2 separate regions of the Gasterosteus aculeatus genome follow, and region 1 is linked to region 2. The links are chromatin contacts, called in public Hi-C maps. All regions are on one chromosome and are shown on one strand. Each heading gives the region's core, a stretch centred on a gene start, on an enhancer-like site or on the middle of the called end of the contact. The rest is flanking DNA. Distances are from core to core; before and after follow the strand shown. Region 1 holds the start of dnajc17 (DnaJ (Hsp40) homolog, subfamily C, member 17). Region 2 holds the start of eif2ak4 (eukaryotic translation initiation factor 2 alpha kinase 4).

The links. A called contact is a pair of places that touch in the nucleus more often than the background predicts.
Region 1: a Hi-C map of skeletal muscle shows a contact between it and region 2, with 2.3 times the contacts expected there. The contact joins the promoter of dnajc17 here to the promoter of eif2ak4 in region 2. A contact is called at or near these places in 2 of 6 Hi-C or Micro-C datasets (both in skeletal muscle).

The regions. Positions count from the first base shown.
Region 1 is chr15:3,767,171-3,774,216 of fGasAcu3.hap1.1, forward strand. It overlaps dnajc17 (DnaJ (Hsp40) homolog, subfamily C, member 17), which reads right to left and starts at 4,422. Exons shown (of 11, transcript XM_040198968.2): 1 at 4,200-4,422. The coding sequence starts at 4,280. It overlaps LOC120832520 (inverted formin-2), which reads left to right and starts at 6,645. Exons shown (of 22, transcript XR_013452763.1): 1 at 6,645-6,895.
Region 2 is chr15:3,602,508-3,609,328 of fGasAcu3.hap1.1, forward strand. It overlaps eif2ak4 (eukaryotic translation initiation factor 2 alpha kinase 4), which reads left to right and starts at 1,415. Exons shown (of 39, transcript XM_040198836.2): 1 at 1,415-3,101; 2 at 3,187-3,302; 3 at 3,642-3,744; 4 at 3,971-4,144; 5 at 4,347-4,427; 6 at 4,528-4,679; 7 at 4,763-4,863; 8 at 4,959-5,116; 9 at 5,201-5,739; 10 at 6,093-6,208; 11 at 6,369-6,523; 12 at 6,626-6,821. The coding sequence starts at 2,973. actc1b (actin alpha cardiac muscle 1b) reads right to left here and starts at 1,006. Exons shown (of 9, transcript XM_040198957.2): 1 at 843-1,006.

The sequences.
Region 1 (7,046 bases), core at 3,172-5,671, 170 kb after region 2:
AGGCGAGCCGCATTTAAATGAAATGAAAAGGGATCGCATTGTGCGGATCAAACTGACACCCGTGTGCGGATCGTGTGCTTTCGACGAATGGACTCGGCACAAACTCCACAGTGAGTTACGCAAACAAGTCCAAAAACTATTTTCAGGCCCGCTTCCAGTCTGCGAGATGAATGTGTCCCGAGTTGCAGACTAGTATTCATCCACCTTTATTCGAAATGTACTAAACGTTACAATAACACGCACCAACAGAGTGCCATTGTCTTTAACGCGGCCGAGAAGGCTTCCATTAATATCTTAGGCAGCGGGCCAAAACCTTTTTGGGGGGGGGGGGTTTCAGAGAGGCAAAATGGAAAATCTAAACATTACTTTTGAGTATTGTAATGTCATACGAGGCTTTAGTTATTGATTTCTTAACTCCAGGTCACTGCTGGGAATGTTAACCACTCGTTGGTCCTCCTGGGGACCAGTTAATTACAAGGTGGTTTTCATTAGGTCTCGGCTCCTCCGCGTAGAGGAAGGGAAGACGCAGCGAGGCTTTCCGTGCGGACCAGAGGGGGCTGTAGAGCGCGGCGCTGAGGCTTCCGCCGCAAAAACCCTCAGAAAACACATGCTCGTACCGATCGCACGCCAAGGACTCGCACGCACCGCCGCGTTTCCGCGCTCGCGCATACGCTCAAGTCGCGCCCCCACGTCGTCTGGGCGGCCGCCACCGTGTCCGAGGGCCAAGGCGCGATTTCACGATAGCACCGGGCCTACGGTGAACTTCTGCGGCCCTGCGTGGCCCATCTATCGCTCTGTGAACTTTTTGTCTTATTTGTAGTTCCAGTAAATGAGAACTCGGTTCATCGAGAGGGCTTTGCGAGACTAGGAATAATTTGTGTCTTGCTGCTTGGCAGACGGAGCCATCCTACAGATCCAAACCGACACATGGGGCTGTGGACCGGAGCCAAACACGTAGAGTATGCCTTCTGTTGGCCTAAGCTCATTTCCCCTTTTTAGCCCCGCTGTCTCTTTCTCCCTTTTCTTTTTCTCTGTGGCTTTGTCCGAATTTATCCAAAAGACTCTCGTGGAGTTAGGTACGAAACAAAAGAGGGAAAAAGAAACCCAAGCTAGAGTTCAAATGTTACTTTGTTCTTGCTTTGAAAGAGATTGACATCATAGAGACACAACTCTATTAAAAAGTCTATATAAAGAGCGTTAACACTTTTGGTTCTTCGACTGAAATTTGATGTCCATTTTTCGACGTCCACACCAAATCCAGGTAGTAGACGTCGAGGGAACTTTCCACTAAATGTCCAAGCAGCCGTTGGTTTCCATAAACGTCCATATGTTCGATTACAAAAACATCCATGAAACCAAAAAATATCAATTATATAATAGCAGAAAATCCACCATAGTGAACCAGTAATGCAGTTTGATACGAGATGTGTGCACTACAATTCCTCCTCGCAAACAATAATGACATTTTGGTCGGCGGTTGGAGATCTACGGACTCTTTCCACATGCCGGCTCATTATCCATCCTCCTTTCCGCTCTCCTCCTCTTCCTCTCTTGTTCCGTGTTACTCCCTCGGGCACTCTAAGCCGTATCTTTCCTCCACTTTGCCTCCAGAGCCGTTTTGTTAAATAGTACATGATCACTCCCATCGATGCCGTAACGCGCCGGCCTTAATCGACGCTGGAAGACCCCGGAGCCCCTTTGGTTCCACAAAGTGGAAGCCAGAGCGTGCCAGCTTTTGAAGGTTTGTTTTTAGCTCTTTCAAATTGAATTATTCAAGATTTTCACCTTTTTTCTTCTCTCAATGCAAATGTAATTGCAGAAAGGTCAACTACTTCCCACGCTTCAGTTAACAGAAGTTGCAGAGAGCTCAAAGGGAAAAGAGCGATCGTGCGGCAGAAGGCCAACGGTAGCCTCATGGTTGGACTGTGTGCACCTTCTTGATCCCCGCCTGCACCGCTCCCAACTGCATGTCCACATATTGTCCTCATTACATCTCTGGTGCCAATTACGGTTGACAAACTGGTCCCAGTCTGTGCGGCTGATTAGCTGCCTGATCTGCCATGGGCCCATCCTCCTTAATTACAACGCTCTGCTATTTACGGGACATTATCAGCTGGAGGACAATAATAACAATAATAGGCGCAGCGGGTAAAAGGATGAGGAGGAGCGGAGACAGGGCCAATGTGACCACACCTAATAAGAAAAACGGGATGTAATGAAGGGAAACAGTGAGACACTGTGATGGACTTTTCATGTGGTTGTGTGATTGTGAACCTGATGGAACAAAGCGCCAGTCATACTCCGCATTAAGGCAGGACGACCCTACGTTCACTTTGAAGGCCAATGCTCACAGCGGGATTCGTGACCTCAGACTAATTGTAACTGAAAGGTAACTTGGCTTTGGCGCTGCCGTCTCGTGTTGAAAGACCTGGAACTCCAGATGACCACATGCTTGGCTGGTAAGGTGCCCCAGTGCACCACCAGATGCAACATAATCCACCTACTCTGACCGAGCAGACACTCAAAGAAGAAGCTCGTCCTCGTCTGTCCTCTGATGCTCTGTCCACACGTACACTGTCCATGCACCGTACACACTGCAACACATCAGGTACGCTGCAAGCTGAATAAAGCAAAATACGTTTTGTGTGGTCTCGGTTGTTACCATTATCTCACCGAGCAATCTGTGGTAGGTACACACACACTTGGCAATAATTACCCAAGTCCCGCTGATATGCATGGGAATGACTTTTTAGATGGTGGAGAGGCCTCGGTATCGGCTTCCAGCAGAACTCAGCATCTATAGTCATCTAATCAGCCAGCCAATAAGAGAAAAGGTTGCTACATAGAACATGGAGGAGATGCATACGCAAGACTTCTACTGTCGAGACGACGTTTTAGAAGCTGTGGCAGAGGCCACATAAACAGGCTGTGGGACGCGCTTCTTCCACTGAAGAACATGCCTGATGGAGGTGGTGGAGCAGCAGCTGAAAAAACTGGGATTAGTAGCCCATCTGATGGCATCGGTCTCCACGCACTTTTTAACGTAATGTAACACGCACACAAACGCACATCGACAGACCTCACAGAACCAGCTTTCTGCATTTTGAGAGTCTCGATTCTACCCGAGCCATAACCGCTAACTTCCTCCAGGATCGTCCTCCGGGGAGGACAGGACTTTGAAATCCAATTAAGAAATTACAGCCTTCCCTCATTTCGCCCGCAATTTTAATTTTCCCATTGGGCTTGTGGAATTCTCGATGCTGGAAACTGTGATGAGAGGGGGTCTTGGGGAAAAAGCGGGATTGAGAACATTATGGTAAACCACTCTGGGAGTAGGAAATGAAGTACATTAGGAGTTGATTCAAAATCCATCCAAAAGAAGGTTGCCCATAGTAATACAGCATCTACCAGGCCTCATCATGTATTGGTGATCAGATGTGCCGTTTAGACAGGTTGGTGGACTAAAAAACATAAATGAATTTAGTATCTATACAATTGCCAATTTCTTAAGAGTTTACATAATTAGTCTATTAATCAAAGAGTAATGCCAGACATTCTCATTTTCTTCGTGGTGATAGTTTGCTGGTTTTCCCTCTTCAAAATCATATTAAATGTAATATATTCGTGGGTTTTGGATTATGGGTCATTTTAAACATAGCTCAACATTTCTCCTTGTATTTAATCGGGAAAAAAACTGACTATGTGATCAAAACTGATTTCAGCCCTAAAATGTATCGATTATCACCAAAGGCCGTTCACGTCGCTCTCGCGAAAGCCTAAACTGATCCAACGTCGCCACCGTGTGGCCTCCTCGGCGCACGACACCTTCACCACTCAGCCACAAACCGGACTTTAGGTCTTTTTCCACCCGGTTATTTCAGCCCTGCTCACCTCGCTTTTCTCCCCTCGCGGAGAAAGACTCGTGTCAAGGTAACACGCGCGGGGCATTCATTCAAAACATACTGCTAAACAGGCTCCAATGCGACAAGCTAATGCCTCGTTAGCCTGCTGCTAACAGGCTAACGCGTCACGCCAGTCGGCCCTTGTGCAAACACAACCGTTGTGACATGTCACGTTAGTTTAGCCAACGGTTTGGTAAAGATATCTGCCGAAGCAGCGTGGGTCCCTTCTGTGACGCGCGTGTAAAATAACGACTGTGCTCAGAGCTAACTAGCTCAACGGCTAGCTTACTTACACACCTGTTTCGATGTAGCGGTGATGTCAATGCCGAGTAAACCGTACAGATCCATCTTCAGGATATCTTTGGCCTTTGCGGACATTTCTGCAAACAGCGAGCCACGATAACAACACAGAACAATGGGATAGATACAGATACAGCGGTTTGTTGTTGTTTCGGGGAAGCGTGCGTTTTACGTCTTCGACCTCTCAACTAATGTGTTGCAGTGCAGCCTGGGAAATGTAGTTTTTTACTCCGTTGTTTTGCTCAGACGTTGTTTAAATGCAGATTTCGACTACATCGTAAACTTAGGGATTTATGTTTTACCGGTCCAAATATTGTAACTTGTTTGAACGTTTTTTTTAGTCTTGTCAACACAGTTAGCGTGTTTCATACATTTTATTCAAACCTTTACAGCATCATAATGATTTGGGTTTTTTTAGGCCTTTAGAAATATTCTGAATTGGGAGTAAAAACGGTGGTCACATTTTTTTCATATAAGCATGTAGGCAAAATCTGTCAGTTGGGACTTTGTATATTTGAATATTTAAGCTATTTGCTTAACCTTTTGTAGTGAGTACAAAGTGCTCAGCCAACGTAAACACCAGTTCTTTTAAATGATCAGTATCAGTATATCGCCATGGCGATTGAGTTTTAAAAGAATGATATCAGAACCGGGCTCCACCTTGGTTTACATTAGAATAAGGGTTTTGTCTTTTTAGCTTTTAGTACTTAATTATAGTATCAAGTGCATAGTATCAATTGTCGAATGTAAACCAAGAACTCTGCTGTTTAGTTCACCTATAACCATAGGTGAACAAAACAGCAGATTTCTCATGGTTTGTTTGTTTATTTTAGTGTGCTTCTCTCTTGCATGAGGATCGCTGGACCACAATTAATAGTGTAAAATAAATGCTATTTTAATCGCCCTGGTGAAGCTTTCAAAAGAGGGATGAACTGTTGCTTGTTTTCCAGACAAGGGACTGTTGTTGTTGTTGTGTGGTTTTGTGACAGCAGATCACACCAGAGCGATGCAGTATCCGTAACATCCCCGACATCACATTCAACAGCTCGGTTCTTGTAAAATATAATAAAATCAAGTCAATTTCAAAAGGATTGACTTCTCTCAGGATATTAATCCAGAGGAGCCGTGTCACTGGCTTCTATTGAGCATTTTTAATGACCCTTTTTGTTGAAGGGAAACCTAAAGTGTTTCTCCAAGGTTCCCTGTGGACAAACACAGTAGAACTAAATCCTACCAACTATAATCTCTGCAACGCCTTTATAGAGGTCCTCAAGGTAAAAGGTTTGACAGCAGGACGAGTGGTTTAAAAGTTACTTTATGCCTAAAAGCTTGGATGAAAATCCAATCCCTGCATGGGCTCATTACACCAATAAATGAAAGTAATGTCGCCTGACACATTTTGGGAGCTTGCTTTCTACTGGCTTTCATGAACCTGTTTGACCACCTAAGATGGCTTTTGTTGCTCCGTTCAAAACAAAAGCCATCCTGCATATTCTTTGATGTCGTAACTTGAGTACAACTTGCAGCTGGTTGTGGAGAAACAACACGTCATATTGTACGCACGCCTAAGTAGTGGGACAATACTTTTGTCACTTACTGTGGCTACTTCTTTCTGGGGCAGTGAAACTCTAGTAAACTCAATTGCCTCGGGCCACACGGGGCTACAACAACTAGACCGCTGTCTCTGGAGAAAATGACATTCCTTGAGCTCCTATTGTGATGGGCAACTTGTACTGGCCCATTAAACTGGGTAATGTCCGCCTGAGGTCCATTCCAGCTGATGGGATGGGGGAGTATTGGAGGAGGGCCCTCGACCACTGGGCTGCATTTTCGCATCCCAATCAGCTTCAAGCCAGAAAGCAGCAGGTCCGTCAACCCCGGAAGGTCGGCAGTTCTGCCTCCACAATAAAACAATGTCCACCGAAACCTGTTTGGGTGCGAAGGATATGCAGACAGATCTCTCACATCTGGATGAATCCACCTTGATCACAGGTCATTCCTCCAGCCATGGTTGATCTTATAGTTAGCAGTTTCACTTTCATGTTTCAATTTGGTAAATTGTGGCCTAACGTGAACATATGAAAATATTATTAAGCCTAAAATCTAGATACCCCGATTGGATCCCTTCACGGGCAACATTTCTCCATTTGTAATTTGTTTAATACTTTGTAGACTCTGTAAACCCAAATCTTACTTAATATCTTGTTATTGTTGTCTTTTCATTTATTTTTTTGTCATTTATTTTTTCCTCAGGAGTGATACTTTGTTTTACCTCTTGATTCAACGCTACCATATAACGCTAATTAGAGGGACAATTGACTAATCTACGCGTTAACGCCATCTCATCTGCGTGGATCTCAACAAATAAATCCGCGCTGACAGTTACGCACACGCTTTATTCTGAAGGTCTCAACCGGATGCTGTAGTGAACCCAATGCCGCCGCCTTCATTCGACGCCGTCCGTCTCGGATAAAAAGCCCCGGGGGCCGCAACGTTTTTGAAAACGGTGCCCTGCGCGCACCACACGGGCTCCGGGGTGCAACACCGCGCCGACACCTGCAGGGCTTCACGCCGACGTATCGATCCGATTAAAAAAGAGAAAAGTCCGGATGACGGCAAAGCGCGACCCGATTTAACCCCCGCGCAGGACGCGGATCTGTAAACTGTCTTCGCGTTCATGGACTAAAAATCAGGTAGGGTTGTCATAGTCGGTTTATATGTGATCTATAACGATGCACCAAGGCATTACGAGGAGGGACCATACGCTTTATCGCTGTATTTTCTGCCGTGTCTTCCTCCCCCAAGTGAGGGACTGTAGTCCCGTTATGCTCTTTGCTGTGCGGG
Region 2 (6,821 bases), core at 165-2,664:
GTGATGAAGTGACTAGACCATAGACTCGTTTAATTAATAGAAGCATTTGCCGTGATGCAGTGTCTCTTTGAAGACCTGCTCTCGTAGCTGCTGAAGTTGGAAACACAAACACAGCCCATCTCAATGGGTCCTTTTTATAGAGAGCTAATTAGACGTGCCTGAGGTGCGTGCTATTTTGGTGCCAAACGTGCTGCACAACTGCTGATACCATATCACCGCCGCCGTGATTGTTCCTGGGACATCTCAGAGCTGCTGAGGTAGCACCAAAAAAGGGGATAACGGGGAAAGCTGAATATCTATTTTAAGCTCGGTACTCACGCTGTGCTCAACAGGGTGAAACAAATGACACTCGCATCTCGGATCTTGTCTGAGAGCCGTGCCAGCACACATCCGTCTGCACACCGTGGCACTTTAGTTTTACTACATGGCTCCGTGCCCCAGCTGCCGTTTAGCTTCATTCATTAGAGCCCGCGCGGTTACGGCGGACTTCTCCACATCTTTTATGTGCCGGTCCAAGTTATACTATGACGTCTTTGATTCCATCCACACCGTTCCACAGAAACGTTCTCTAGTATGAAGTGTTAGTCGCAGAAAATCATCACTAATAAGGCTAATTACAATGTCCTATGGCAGTCAACATAACATAACCAGTAAGTCCAGTTGTAACTGAAGCATTCGTGTCCAGTTAATCATTATAAACGTGAAAGCCATGAAGTTACATCATCCTTTCATTTGTTTAAGCCTCGTTAGTTTAAAAGACACATTAACTATGAAGAAACAAATCTCCCAAATGACACAAAAGTTAAAAGCAATTCAGATGAACAAGTGGTGAATGGACTCACCAAGGTGCACTGGTAGGCGGATGCTTCCACTGGTACAAAGACCGAGGGAGGCAAGAGCCCCTTAAATAAGACCCGGACTGGTTCTAGGGACCAGGGGCGGGGCCGGGGGTTCACAGAAGTCCAAATAAGAGCTGCCTTCAAAAATCAACGAGCCACACGAAAGTGGGTTTCACATACATGGATGGGACTTCCCAGACACTCTGACACAGTGATAAGAAAGGGGTGGTTGAGAATGAAACGTTATGAACTTTGAGCAATGCTTAATGAGATATTATTGGGATTATTGTATCATTTAAACAAGAGAACAATATGTACGTTATTGCAGTTCATTTCTTAAAGGAAGATAAAAAGTAATCTGCCTTTTTTATGATGAATGTATCTCTCATTGACTTTATGACACATGTAACTTTACGTCTTAAAACACTCTCGCGTGGGTGTTGCAGTAACTTTTCTTTAGCCCTGCAACCATAAATTAAGACACTTTGAATTTCTTCCAATCAGAGCTTTGAAATACTATGATTTCTGTTAATCTCATGGGTGACGTACGATCAACAAACATATCTCTCAGACGCTTTAATACGCTCAAGGGACCAACTCTGACGACCCGGTCGGGACGGCGTCACTCGTGTCTTGTTAAGGAGATGAAAACATTGCGAATGCCTGTGAACCGTGCTGCTGGTATGTGCACTGAGCTTCCTGGACTTGTGGAACAGCTGATGGTAACGCCAGCCGGCTCTGTGTGGGATCTGGCTGTCTGGGAGGCATGTGGTGTCAGTGCTCCCACCTGATTGGCCCGGCTGTCTCCTTTTAGGGTTATGGTGAGCAAGAGAGTCATTAATGAGCCCTTAGCCGTGAGACAGCAAAGAGGAGGTCCATATTTGTGCCACCCACTTTTCTATATATTAATGAGGTAATGCAGGAATGATACACACATTTGACAGATTATTTGTTGATGCCACATCATTCCCAAAGATGGTCACAGCGTTTGTGTTTTTGTGAGCTTTAAAGGAACAATCTGATTCAGGTTGAGGAATAATGACCCACAGGTCAAAGGGGGATGAATAATATGTGAAGTTATATAAAAGCTGGAGGTATGTGAGAGCATTCTTCTGCTCCACGCTGCCCCACCAGATAAAGAACCTTCTATATATAGCGGTGGTACCTCTTTATCTCCACAGATACATGTGGGAGCTGGATGCAACTGAAGCATCTCATAGGTATTTGAGTGCCAAAGAATAATGTCATAGATTGAATGCTGTTTTGATACATGAATTAAGGACACGTGGGCCAAGCAACAGCGGCATTTTGCCCCTTCCTTCTGTGAGCTCGCCAAGACCTCATGGAATTTCATGAATCATTGTCATTAAAAGGAGTGATTGAAATAGAAGAAAAAACATTTGGAAAGAGCCGAAGAGTCGGCAACCTCAACTTCGGGGGAACTACAAAAGCACCAGTATGTGGTGATGAGTTGACTATACATTTTACTTTACTGTTGAATATTATCTCATTGTTTATTATATCATCCCGGAACCAATATCACATCCCTATCTTAATTCATCTCTCAACAAAAATGCCTGATGTTCTATAACGCAGCAGCTGATGAAGCTTTTGATGAGTAAAGGTTAGAACTTAAGTGAGCACGTCATATGAGGTGCCACGGTGGTGAGAAACACACCGTACACTTGAAACAAAATCTGAATATTTTATAAAATGGAGTGATAAGACATCCTAACCGTAGCAGTTTGAGGGGGGCATGGTGGAGTTCACTCAAGTAATTGCAAGAAGACATTTCTCACACTAGATACACATTTCTTCTTACATTTACTTGAGTGAACCCCGTGCAGGATCAGCACCGCCCCCTGGAGGCCGTTCCTGAGAACCTTACGTGATGACGTAACACCTGCGACGCAGCAGGCACGCGCGGGCTAGCAGCAGCTGCTTGTCGCGGTCGTCCGTGTGCGGTGAGCTGCGTAATGACGGCCGGGCGACTTCCTGCCACGTTCGTTAGCTTTACCGAGTGAACGCGGGGCCGCGCTTTCTCCTCCTTCTCCTCCTCCTTCTCCTCGCCTCTGCCGGCCGCGAGGGAGCGACCCTTCGGCGGGACGACCGCCATGTAGGCGAGGCAGGGGAATGAGCCGTCAGCGCGCTCCTACGGAAGCGCCAGAGGAGCGCTCGGTCCAGCAGGAGAACGAGCTGCAGGCGCTCGCGTCCATCTTCGCGGATGACTTCGTGGATCTGCGCGACAAGGACCCGTGGAAGGTAACGGCGGCCGGGAGACGTGAGCGGAACGCGACCCGTAGTTATCCGGGGCCGCCGTTTGCGTCATCATCGGCTGTGTTTTCAGGTTAAAAGGCCTCCAGAGGTGCACCTCTGCCTGCGGCCAAACGGGCTGAGCAGCGGGCGGGAATGCTACGTGACCGTGGACCTGCGCGTCAAATGCCCACCGACGTACCCAGACGCGTGAGTGCTGACCCCTGACCTTTACCCATGTAGTCACTAAGGCCTTTGCAAGGTAACCTCGTATCACAATGTTTAATGTGAGGCGAAGTGCTCCTAATTCATTAGTGAGCACATGCCTGGGAACGTAAAGTTTATTGTAAAAACAAGATCTTTACGTTGTTCTTAGGGAATTCTTATTTCATAAAACCAAACATTCGTGACAGTGCTGTATTTTAGATGAGCTTTTGTTTTTTTTTGCATTGTCTTTGTTATTATCTGAACAGAAATCCAATGTGGATGGTTAAATGTCATCTCCGTGATCATTCATTCTTGGTCATTTGCGTCTTGTGGCACCGACAGGCCTCCGGAGCTGCAGCTGAAAAATGCCAAAGGTCTGTCAAATGAAAACCTCCAGAACCTTCAGAGTGAACTCGCTAAGCTGGCGGATGCACGATGCGGGGAGGTGAGGATGCGTGGACGCGCAGATACACAGTATGTCTAGACCAGTAGTTCACAAACAGGCAAGTGCAAACAAGTGGTAGAGATAGTGCACTATATCATATGGCTGGACGTAAGCAATACAAATCAAAGGGAATAAATCTAGTGGACCCGACGCGACATGCGTTCGTACGTCATCAACTGGTCTGAACGCAGCTGCTGCTGTTGACTTGCCCTACCTGTTCACCTAGGTGATGATTTACGAGCTGGCGGACTACATCCAGGGCTTCCTGAGCGAGCACAACAAGCCGCCGCCGAGCTCCTTCCACGAGGAGATGCTGAAGAACCAGCGGAGACAGCAGGAGAAACGAGACCAGGAGGAGCAGCAGAAGGTGGACCAGCAGCGCAAGCGGGCGGAGGAGATGGTTAGGACTTCTACTGGGGGGGGGTTACTTTTGTGCAAATGTTATTTCTTAATTCAGTTATCTGTGGAATTAAAATTAAATCACGATGACTCATCAACGAAAGAATAAACCCTATTCATATATAACTACCCACCCTGTTGGTATTATCGTAATAGCTCCAGCAGAACAGGAAGTGGACTGAGGCATGTTTTTGTTATTGTAGGAAAAAGAGATCATGGCTGAAATCCAACGAAGAGAGGAGGAGAAACGAGATGAAAAAAGAAGAAAGGAAATCGCCAAACAGGTGTCTGCACCATTTCCACCGATCTCCTCAGAGAAGCAGCTAAACACCACATTGTATTCTATGCAGAAAAATCACATGGATAAAAGGTCTATATTCACAGGAACGACTTGAGAGCATTGAGCAGCTGGACTTCGCGAACGTCTCCCCCCTCGGGAAGAGCCCGCCCAGCCCCGGCGCCGCTCCTCCCGAGCTGATGGAGGCCAAGAAGGCGGCAGCCAGCCGCCGGCGGACTACCTCAAACACACGGCACAGGTACACGGCGAACCGGCCGCTTCTCCCCCCCCCGTGTTGAAGAAGCGTCGATGCTTAAAGCTGCGTCCTGTTTCCCTCCCCAGACGTGACACCGTTAACGAAGACGCCCCTCGCTCGCGAGAGCTTCTCCGCTTCTCCAGCAGCGCTTTCGGAGAGCTTGTGGTCCACAGGGGGAAAAGCTTAGGTGAGCTTGGGCTCGGCTGTCTTGAGACCTCGCCAACGTGGCTCAATCCCGGTGACCCGTCTGTACGCTCACGACCGCGTGTCTCACACCGACAGGCGTCAGCGAGCGGCTGCGCCGCAGCGTTCACCACGGGTTCGAGGCGAACTCTGGCGACTTTGCCGTGATCTACGAGTGGTCTCTCCGCTGGAACAAGAAGATGGGCAAGTTCTTCACCAGCCAGGAGAAAGGGAGGCTCGAGAGCTGCAAAAAGCAGGCAAGTAGTGTCTCCGTTGCAAAATCCACGCGCCGAATCACAGTCTCTTCTTCTGAGAGACCATTCTTCTGATTTCCCGAGTAGATCCAGGGGGCGGAAGCCGAGTTCAACTCCCTCCTGCGGCTGGATCACCCCAACTTGGTGCGCTACATGGCGATGAGCTCCACCGAGAAGGAGGACTGCCTGGCGGTCAACCTGCTGGTGGAGCACGTGGCCGGCTTCAACTTGACCCGGAGCCTCGTCGCAAACACCCCGCTGGCCACGGACAAGCTGTGCCACTACGCCGCCCAGCTGCTGGCCGCCCTCGACTACCTGCACGCCAACTCCGTGGTGCACAAGCAGCTGGCGGCCTCCAGCGTGCTGGTGGACTCCGAGGGCAACGTCCGACTGACCGATTACAGCTTGTCGAGGAGGTTTGCCGACATGTGCAAAGAGGACATTTTTGAGCAAGCCCACGTGCGTTTCTCGGAGGACGCGGCGATGCCGATGAAAACAGGCAAGAAGGGCGACGTGTGGAACTTGGGCCTGATGCTTCTGGCGCTGAGTCAGGGGAAAGAGACGCAGGAGTATCCAGTGACGGTGCCCGCCAGCCTGCCTGCAGACTTTCAGGATTTCCTCCACAAGTACGTACGGATGGATGGATGAACACCATACTGTCACTTTTATACTTTCTCTGTAACTGTTATTGTCACAGTTGGTGTTACATGCAGATTGATTTTGAAAAGCATGAACACAATTATGACAAATTAATGTAATCATCATTGAAATAGCGCTGACGCTGTTTATTGTCACTCCTGATTGGTCATCATCATCATTTTGTGGATCGTTTTGTTTGACCGTCCGATTGCTTTACTGTTTAAAATAGTTTTTTTTTTTAATAAAGTTGTTTCATTTAGATCATTCAGGCATTTCCCTAATTATGGTTATGTGGATTCGTAGTGTGGACTAAAGTGCGTCCTTTTATGTTGTGTCGAAGGTGTCTGTGCCTGAATGACGCTGAGCGCTGGACCGCTCAGCAGCTTTTGGACCACGCCTTCCTCAAGCCTCCATCGCCGAAACACCTCCCGCTGCACCGCAATTCCAGCCCGGAAGGTATCGAACACGTCCATGAAACCGTCTGAATGATGTGGACGATATATTCTAAACTTAGTGTTTGTTATTCTGCAGAGGCAGCAGAAGTTAAACGTAGATGAGTAAATGAGAGAGATAAACTCCAACAACGTGGTTCCTTAATGTTTTTCGTTCATCTCAGTTCCCGCCGTGGACTTCCCTTCGTCCGTTATCCCGCGGAGCCACATCCCTTATGCTCCGTTCAGCTCCGGGGTGGAGAGGCAGTTTTCTCGCTACTTCAATGAGTTCGAGGAACTCCAGCTCCTTGGAAAAGGAGCCTTTGGCGCTGTGATTAAGGTAAGCTCTTCTCCAGAGGGCCAGAGAGCTTTCCACTCGGGCAGAGAAGGGATCTGCTGCAAATTCTCCCGCGTCCACTTTTTGTTTCTCCCGCCTCGCCAGGTCCAGAATAACCTGGACGGCTGCTACTACGCCGTGAAGCGCATCCTGGTCAACCCGGCGAGCAAGCAGTTCAGGCGGATCAAAGGCGAGGTCACGCTGCTGTCGCGCCTCAACCACGAGAACATCGTGCGGTACTACAACGCGTGGATCGAGCGGCACGAGATCCCCCCGTCGGGGTTGCTGAGCAACGGCGACA